Linked DNA regions of Pan troglodytes: region 2 is linked to region 1. The links are chromatin contacts, called in public HiChIP or PLAC-seq maps. All regions are on one chromosome and are shown on one strand. Each heading gives the region's core, a stretch centred on a gene start, on an enhancer-like site or on the middle of the called end of the contact. The rest is flanking DNA. Distances are from core to core; before and after follow the strand shown. Region 1 holds the start of TMEM11 (transmembrane protein 11). Region 2 holds the start of USP22 (ubiquitin specific peptidase 22).

Region 1 (3,217 bases), core at 366-2,865:
CAAGCTAAAGGATTCTATCACAACTGCCAAACAGGAAGAATCTTCCCAGCTGGGAAAGCCATCTGTAAGCAATAGCAATGAACACGGGATGGAATCAGTCACAGAAAAGGAATAATAAAGAGTAGTTGAGAGGAAGATAACTTTTCTGTTAGACAATCCTCACCAAAAAGACGGGGAGGGGGAGAACCAGCAAAACCAAAACTTTCCTTTTTTGCTGACCGCTGCTATAACAATCAAGCTTTAGCGGACAGTTAATCCACGTGGCTCCACCAATACATCCTCTCCCAAATTTCTAGTGGCTGAACAGCTTCTAGTGGTTTCCACTAGCTGAAACTGCTTCCCAGATGCAAAAACTGCAACTTGAACATGAAACACGGAAACTACTCCAATCTCATCTTCTAGAAATCAGTTATTCAAATGGAGGTCCCTGTTGGAAGAAACACGCTCCTAGCTCCCTGCCCACACACCATTCATTAGGAAAGGTCACTTTAAAGGACTTCTACGGCAGGAGCGCTTGCACAGAACCATCCAAAAGTCTTCAGAATCTTCCCTCGAGGAAGTGGCCGGCTCTGGGCCCGGAAGAGACACATCTGGCGGGAGCTAAAGCTCCCTGGTAAACGTGCAGATCAAACTACCCCTGCCGCGGCCGGCCTGCTCTGTGAAGGCTTCCCCTTCTTTCTCTCTCCGGGGGCCCTGCCTTCCTCTACACGTCTGGGGCCGCGGCCGAGAAGGCCACGCGCGTGGCCAGGCGGGAAGGGTGCTTCAGCAGCCGATCGGCCCGCGGGCAGCTAGGCGGGTCCCTGAGGCCTGCGCTGGGCGCCAGTTCCTTTCAGCACGGCCCGGCCTCGGGCCCCGCCCCGCATGGCCGCTGCCTACCTTACTCAGTCCGGCTAACGCCCCTTCCCCTAAGCTCTCCGCCGAGGCCTTCGACCTCGCTCCCACCCGGATCCCGGATCCTCCGGAACTGGAACCCAGTATGCCTGGCGAGGGTAGGGGGAGCGCGGGGAAACCAGGGAAGGAAGGCTGCTGCAGCCCTCGGAGGCCGCGCTGGGCTCTCCGGCCGCTGAGCCGCCTGCACTGGGGGCAACAAGCCCTTGGATCTCACCTCTCTCGGGCGCTGCCGCCACTGCTGCCCGGGCCAAGACGCCTCCTTCCCCAAGCGGCCATCTTGGAGACACTCTGCTTGCCAACGTCTCGCGCCAAGGCGGCATGGGGAGAGCAGGCGGGCCGACGGGAAGTGTAGTCCGGACTGCGGTCCGGGGCCGCTCGGCAGGCGGAAGCCAGACCCGGCGGAACTACCGTGCCCACAAGGCAGCGCGCCGGAAGCCCCGCCCCCGAGGTCGCCGCGGCCCGTAGTCCTTCTGCGAGGGCGCGAGGACCCCAGGAGCAGTCCTGGTTCGGGCATTTTTGAAGAAACTGAGTTCCCGGCGTTCGCAGCCTGGGAGTCACAGGCGCCCACCCACCGGTAGGTCCTTGGGTTTCGAGAGCCAGTAGCTGAAGGAGAGAGGAGAGGCAAGTGCCTACAACTCCCAGAGCACCGCGCGGAGGCGCCCGGCCGCGCTGTCCTGGCCGCCAGGCCGCCTCTCCCGCTGGGGGCCGCCGCGCTGTCTGCGGGCCACTAGCGCCCGGCCCCTCCGCGTCGCCCCGCCTGCCCTTCACAGCCTTGGCCCATAAGGTCACCGAGGGGCGGGAGGCGCCGCCCGGGCCCTCCTTGGAGGCAGGCGCTGCTCCCGCACCATCCTCCCCCAGTTCTCTTAGACTCCGGGGTACTTTGGAGGCCGAGACAGACACGCTGTCCCTGCTGCCACGGAGGTCCCTGCTTGCAGGTGCAGGCTGTTAGAGGAGAGGGTCTGAAAACAAGAAAGGGGACTAGCTGTATGATAACTGCTTGAAGGAGAGAGGGCCCAGCGACAGCTTTGTTTTAGACAGGGCCTCCAGGCCTCTTAGACTCAGTCCCTGCCACGCACCCACTCCTGCTCTGGCCGCTGCGACGGCATAATCTCGGGATCTTTGAAGGCAGATGCGGGGCTAAACCATCCCACCTGACGGGAACCCTGCCACAGGACCCGACATATCCCTGTCTGGACACTGCTGTAACGAGTCAAAGTCAGGAAGGACTAACTGGAGCCCAGAGATTCCCAGGTGCTGCTGCCTCAGACCTGTGGACTCTTTGGAGGATCTCTTACAGTTTGTGAACTTCTCAGTTCCTCTACTGCTCCCACAGACAACGTTGCTAAACATATTAATTGGTCCCATAAATACTTGAGCAAAACAAATGCGAAAATCTGTCCCGAATTCAGCCTAGAAGAAGCCCAGCCCTGCGCGTCACACTTCTGTGTCGTGGAACCCCCCTCCCCACCCCGCCGCAGGCCACAGCAGGAGGGCCAGCAGACGGAAAGGCGACCCTCTCATTGTTGAGGATTCCTTTCGATTTCCTTCCAGCTGACATTCTACCACAGTTTTAGCTGCTTGCAATCCTCTCACCGTCCCTCATCACCTACAGTGTGTGATTCAAACTCCTTAGCACAATCAAGAAGCCCCTCCTTAGTTTGGAAGTTGCCTAGCTCTCCAAATTCAACTGCCTACCTTTCCCGTCTGGAACTTGCCAGGCTAGTAAATTCAGAGGGTTTGCAGATACGCAGATGTTCTATGCTTTACCTAAAATGCTTTTACCTCCCAGCCAACTTTTTTTTTTTTTTTGAGACAGAGTCTTGCTCTGTCGCCCAGGCTTGAGTGCAGTGGCGCGATCTCGGCTCACTGCAACCTCCGCCTCCCATGTTCAAGCAATTCTCCTACCTCAGCCTCCTGAGTACCTGGGATTACAGGTGGTGCCACCACACCCAGCTAATTTTTGTATTTTTCGTAGAGACGGGGTTTCACCATGTTGGTCAGGCTGGTGTCGTGTCGAACTCCTGACCTCATGATCCATCCCCCTCGGCCTCCCAAAGTGCTGGGATTTACAGGCGTGAGCCACGGTGCCCAGCTCTCCCAGCCAACTTTTGTCCTTCAAGACCTTATACCTGTCTGGTCTCTAAAAAGTACCTGGCCTTCCTGTTGAGTCATACAGCCCTGCCTCCAAGTGTCAGCGTAGTTCATGCTGGAGACCTCTGAACAGTTCCATGGTATGACACTGCGGATATGGCTGTCTTTTCTTTGTTTCAGTGTGGTGATTCAGAGGGTATACTAGGGATTCTAGAACGCACTTCTGGCTCAGGGG
Region 2 (2,939 bases), core at 412-2,911, 170 kb before region 1:
TTACGTTTTGATTTCCAAACCCTTACCAAGCCTAACTGCGGGACGCAAGACTGGGCTCCCCGAGGGAACTCACTCCTGGTTAAGGCCTCCCACAGCCCAGGGCGCGCTTCCAAGTCTACTCCTCAGCCGCAACGCAAACCCGGGCTGCGGCTCCGCACCCACAGGCTCGCCCCGGCCCCAGCCCCTGCCGCCCTCCACCTCCAGCTCCTCGCGGGCCCCGAGCCAGGCGCGAAGCTCCGGCCCCGCGACCCCCAGCCCGCCTCCTGCCCCAGCTCCCGTCCAAGGTCGCTCCTGGCGACGGGTGACCGCTGCAGACCAACGCCCAGAACTCGACAGCCACCCATCCTTTACTCATTTTTTTGAAATATTTCTTTCTCTGCACCCCCATCCAGCCCCGAACCCTCCAGAACCAGGAGAGTTCCCCGCAGGGACCTCGCGCAGGAACGCCCGGGACCGCCCACCGAAGTCCCAGGCTCCCCAGGCAGCAAGGCAGGAGAACACCGCCCCCCGCCCGGAAGCACTCGCCCCTCCCTGGCCAAGAAGGATAAGGGAGGGGGAGGGCGGAGAGAAAGGAGGGGGAGGGGACAGAGAGGAGGGGGAGGGAAAGGAAGAATGGGGGAAGGGGGGAGAGGGGAAGGATAGGAAGATGAGGAGATAAGGGAAGGGAGAGAGTTGAAAGGGGGAAGACGAGGGGGGAAGGAAAGGAGGGGGAAGGGGTAAAGAGAAGACAGGGCAGAAGGAGAGAGGAAGAGGAAGGACAGGGAAAGGCAACGGGGGAAGGGAAGAGGGCAGGAAAAGGGCCCCTCCGCCGGCCGGCCTCAGGAGCGGCAGAAGGCCCCGAGCCCGCCGCGCGGTGGGCTGCCGGGCGCACCTTGCGCTTGCGGGCCTCAGCCGTGCCGCTCCACACGAAGCACTGGTAGATGGCCCGCAGGTTCTGCTTCCAGTTGTCCACCTTGAAGCTGCCCAGGTGCGAGCAGCCCGGCGGCGCTACCGCCAGCTCGGCGTCCATGGCCTCGCCCTCGGGCTCTGGCCGGGACACCATGGGGGGCAAGGCCCGGCCGCGCGCGGGGGGCGGCGGCGAGGGAGGCGAGGACGACGCCAGCGCGGCGTGGGGGCTGCTCGGCCGCTGGCCAGGCCGGCCAAGACACGGGCGCCGAGAACAAAGCGCAGAGGCCGGACAAAGATGGGGCTGCGCGATCGCCGAGGGGAGGCTGCAGGGCAGGCGCCGCCCCCGAGCTGCGGCTGCTGCGGACCGCCTGCGCTGCGCTCGCGCGGTTCGCGGAGGGCGTCGCGGGGCGGGGCGGGGCGCCGCGGCCGCGGACGGAGATTACGTCACCCCCCCACCCCCCGGCCGGCACCGCACTGCGCAGTCTCCAGCCCGCGCCAGGCCCTTCCCCCACTCTCGCGCGCCCGTAGGCTCTGGGTAGACCCGCGCCCGAGGAAGCGTGGTAGGGGGGGAAGCTAACGAGGGCCCGCCCCTCCCCTTCCTTTATTGGTCGCTGGCCACCCCCCGGCACCTTCGGCTATTGTCATAGGCTCTCAGTACAGTCCGTCTGGTACAGAGCCGCCTCCCGGGACCCTGGCGGCTAGACGTTCCCTGTCTCTTCCAGAGGACTGGGGAGGCGGGGGCGTGCTGCGGTTGGGCGTCGCGAGACGTCCGTCCTAGCACTGAACCGGTTTGCGCCGGCCTGAGCTCTGCCGCAAAGAGGCGGGGCGATGAGCTGGAGCGCCGCAGGTCGGACCTCCATCCAGCGCCTGCGCTTTCCCACCCAAAAGCACCCCCTAATCGGGAGCTGTTTGCAGGGCCCCCGGTTGCCGTAACCTGGCTCGGGCCCTGCAGTGCCGTGGCCCGGGGCTGGAACTGCCTGCCAACTGCCTGGTAGGCGCTGCCCCCGGCCGCAAGCTGGGCGCCTCCTGTCGGGAGCCCGCGGATAGTGAGGGCCAACCCGGCCCCATCCAGTTTAAAGAGGCATCTGCGCGCCACACGCCTGACACTTCACATTTGCTAGTGGCTACATTTTTCTAATGAAAAAAGAAAGTTACAGTAATATATCTTAACCCAATAGAGTCAAATTATTTCAGCATGTAGGCAGTATTGCAAAATCGTTAGTGGAATGTTTTACAGTTTTTGCAGCAAGTCTTGGAAATCTGGTATTTACACTTAAAGCACATCCAATTCCTACTAGCTGCTACCGCAGTGGGCGGCACAGGTCTAATCGGTATACAAATAACTGACCCAAGGCAAACTGAGAAGACATTTAAAGACGAATGCAAACGAAGTTCTGGGGGAGCCAGGGAGCCAAGGGTCTGGGGGAACTTGGATAAGGTGTCAGGTGTGGAGCTGCTCCCCTGTACTCATCCCGCTGCTAACTGCTTTGCTCATTCATTCATCCACAGATTGCAGGAAACAGCAATTGCCGTCCAGAACCATCACAAGTTAAAAAATAAAGATTGTGATCTCACAACACTTAAAGCTACAGGGTTTAATGGACTGACGACTGGGATAAAGCTTTTGTGGCCAAGACAAATTGCCGAGCACAGGTTTTTGCCTCATGGCCTTCGTGCTTGCAGTACCCTCTCCCTAAAATGCTTTCCCTACCCCCTCACCCTCTGCATCCTTATATTCCATGTCTGATGCTCGCTCGCCTCCTTCCAGCTTTATCACACACCTCCTTTTCCGTGAAAAGGAAAATTGCCACCCTAATGAAAATTGCAAGCCCCCCAAAATTCTCCATTCCCTTACCCTGCTTTGTTTTTCTCCAAAGAATTTATCACTATCTGGCGTAATGAATATTTACTTATTTTTTTATTGTCTCTTCCCTTAATAGCAGGAAAAATTACGAGAGGGTAATTTATTTTTTTATTTTTTATTTTTGAGACAGAGTCTCGCTCTGTTGCCCAAGGCTGGAGTACAGTGGTGCAATTTCGGCTCACTGAAA

What was found. HiChIP or PLAC-seq counts read pairs in DNA pulled down with a chosen protein or histone mark.
Region 2: an H3K4me3 HiChIP or PLAC-seq map of stem cell-derived excitatory neurons shows a contact between it and region 1, with 2.2 times the contacts expected there. The contact joins the promoter of USP22 here to the promoter of TMEM11 in region 1. A contact is called at or near these places in 2 of 7 Hi-C or Micro-C datasets (induced pluripotent stem cells and stem cell-derived neural progenitor cells) and 1 of 1 datasets of contacts at active chromatin or transcription factors (stem cell-derived excitatory neurons).

Annotation. Positions count from the first base shown.
Region 1 is chr19:47,763,920-47,767,136 of NHGRI_mPanTro3-v2.0_pri, reverse strand. TMEM11 (transmembrane protein 11) reads right to left here and starts at 1,615. Exons shown (of 2, transcript XM_003315570.7): 1 at 1,106-1,615. The coding sequence starts at 1,167.
Region 2 is chr19:47,936,961-47,939,899 of NHGRI_mPanTro3-v2.0_pri, reverse strand. It overlaps USP22 (ubiquitin specific peptidase 22), which reads right to left and starts at 1,661. Exons shown (of 13, transcript XM_063798860.1): 1 at 1,518-1,661.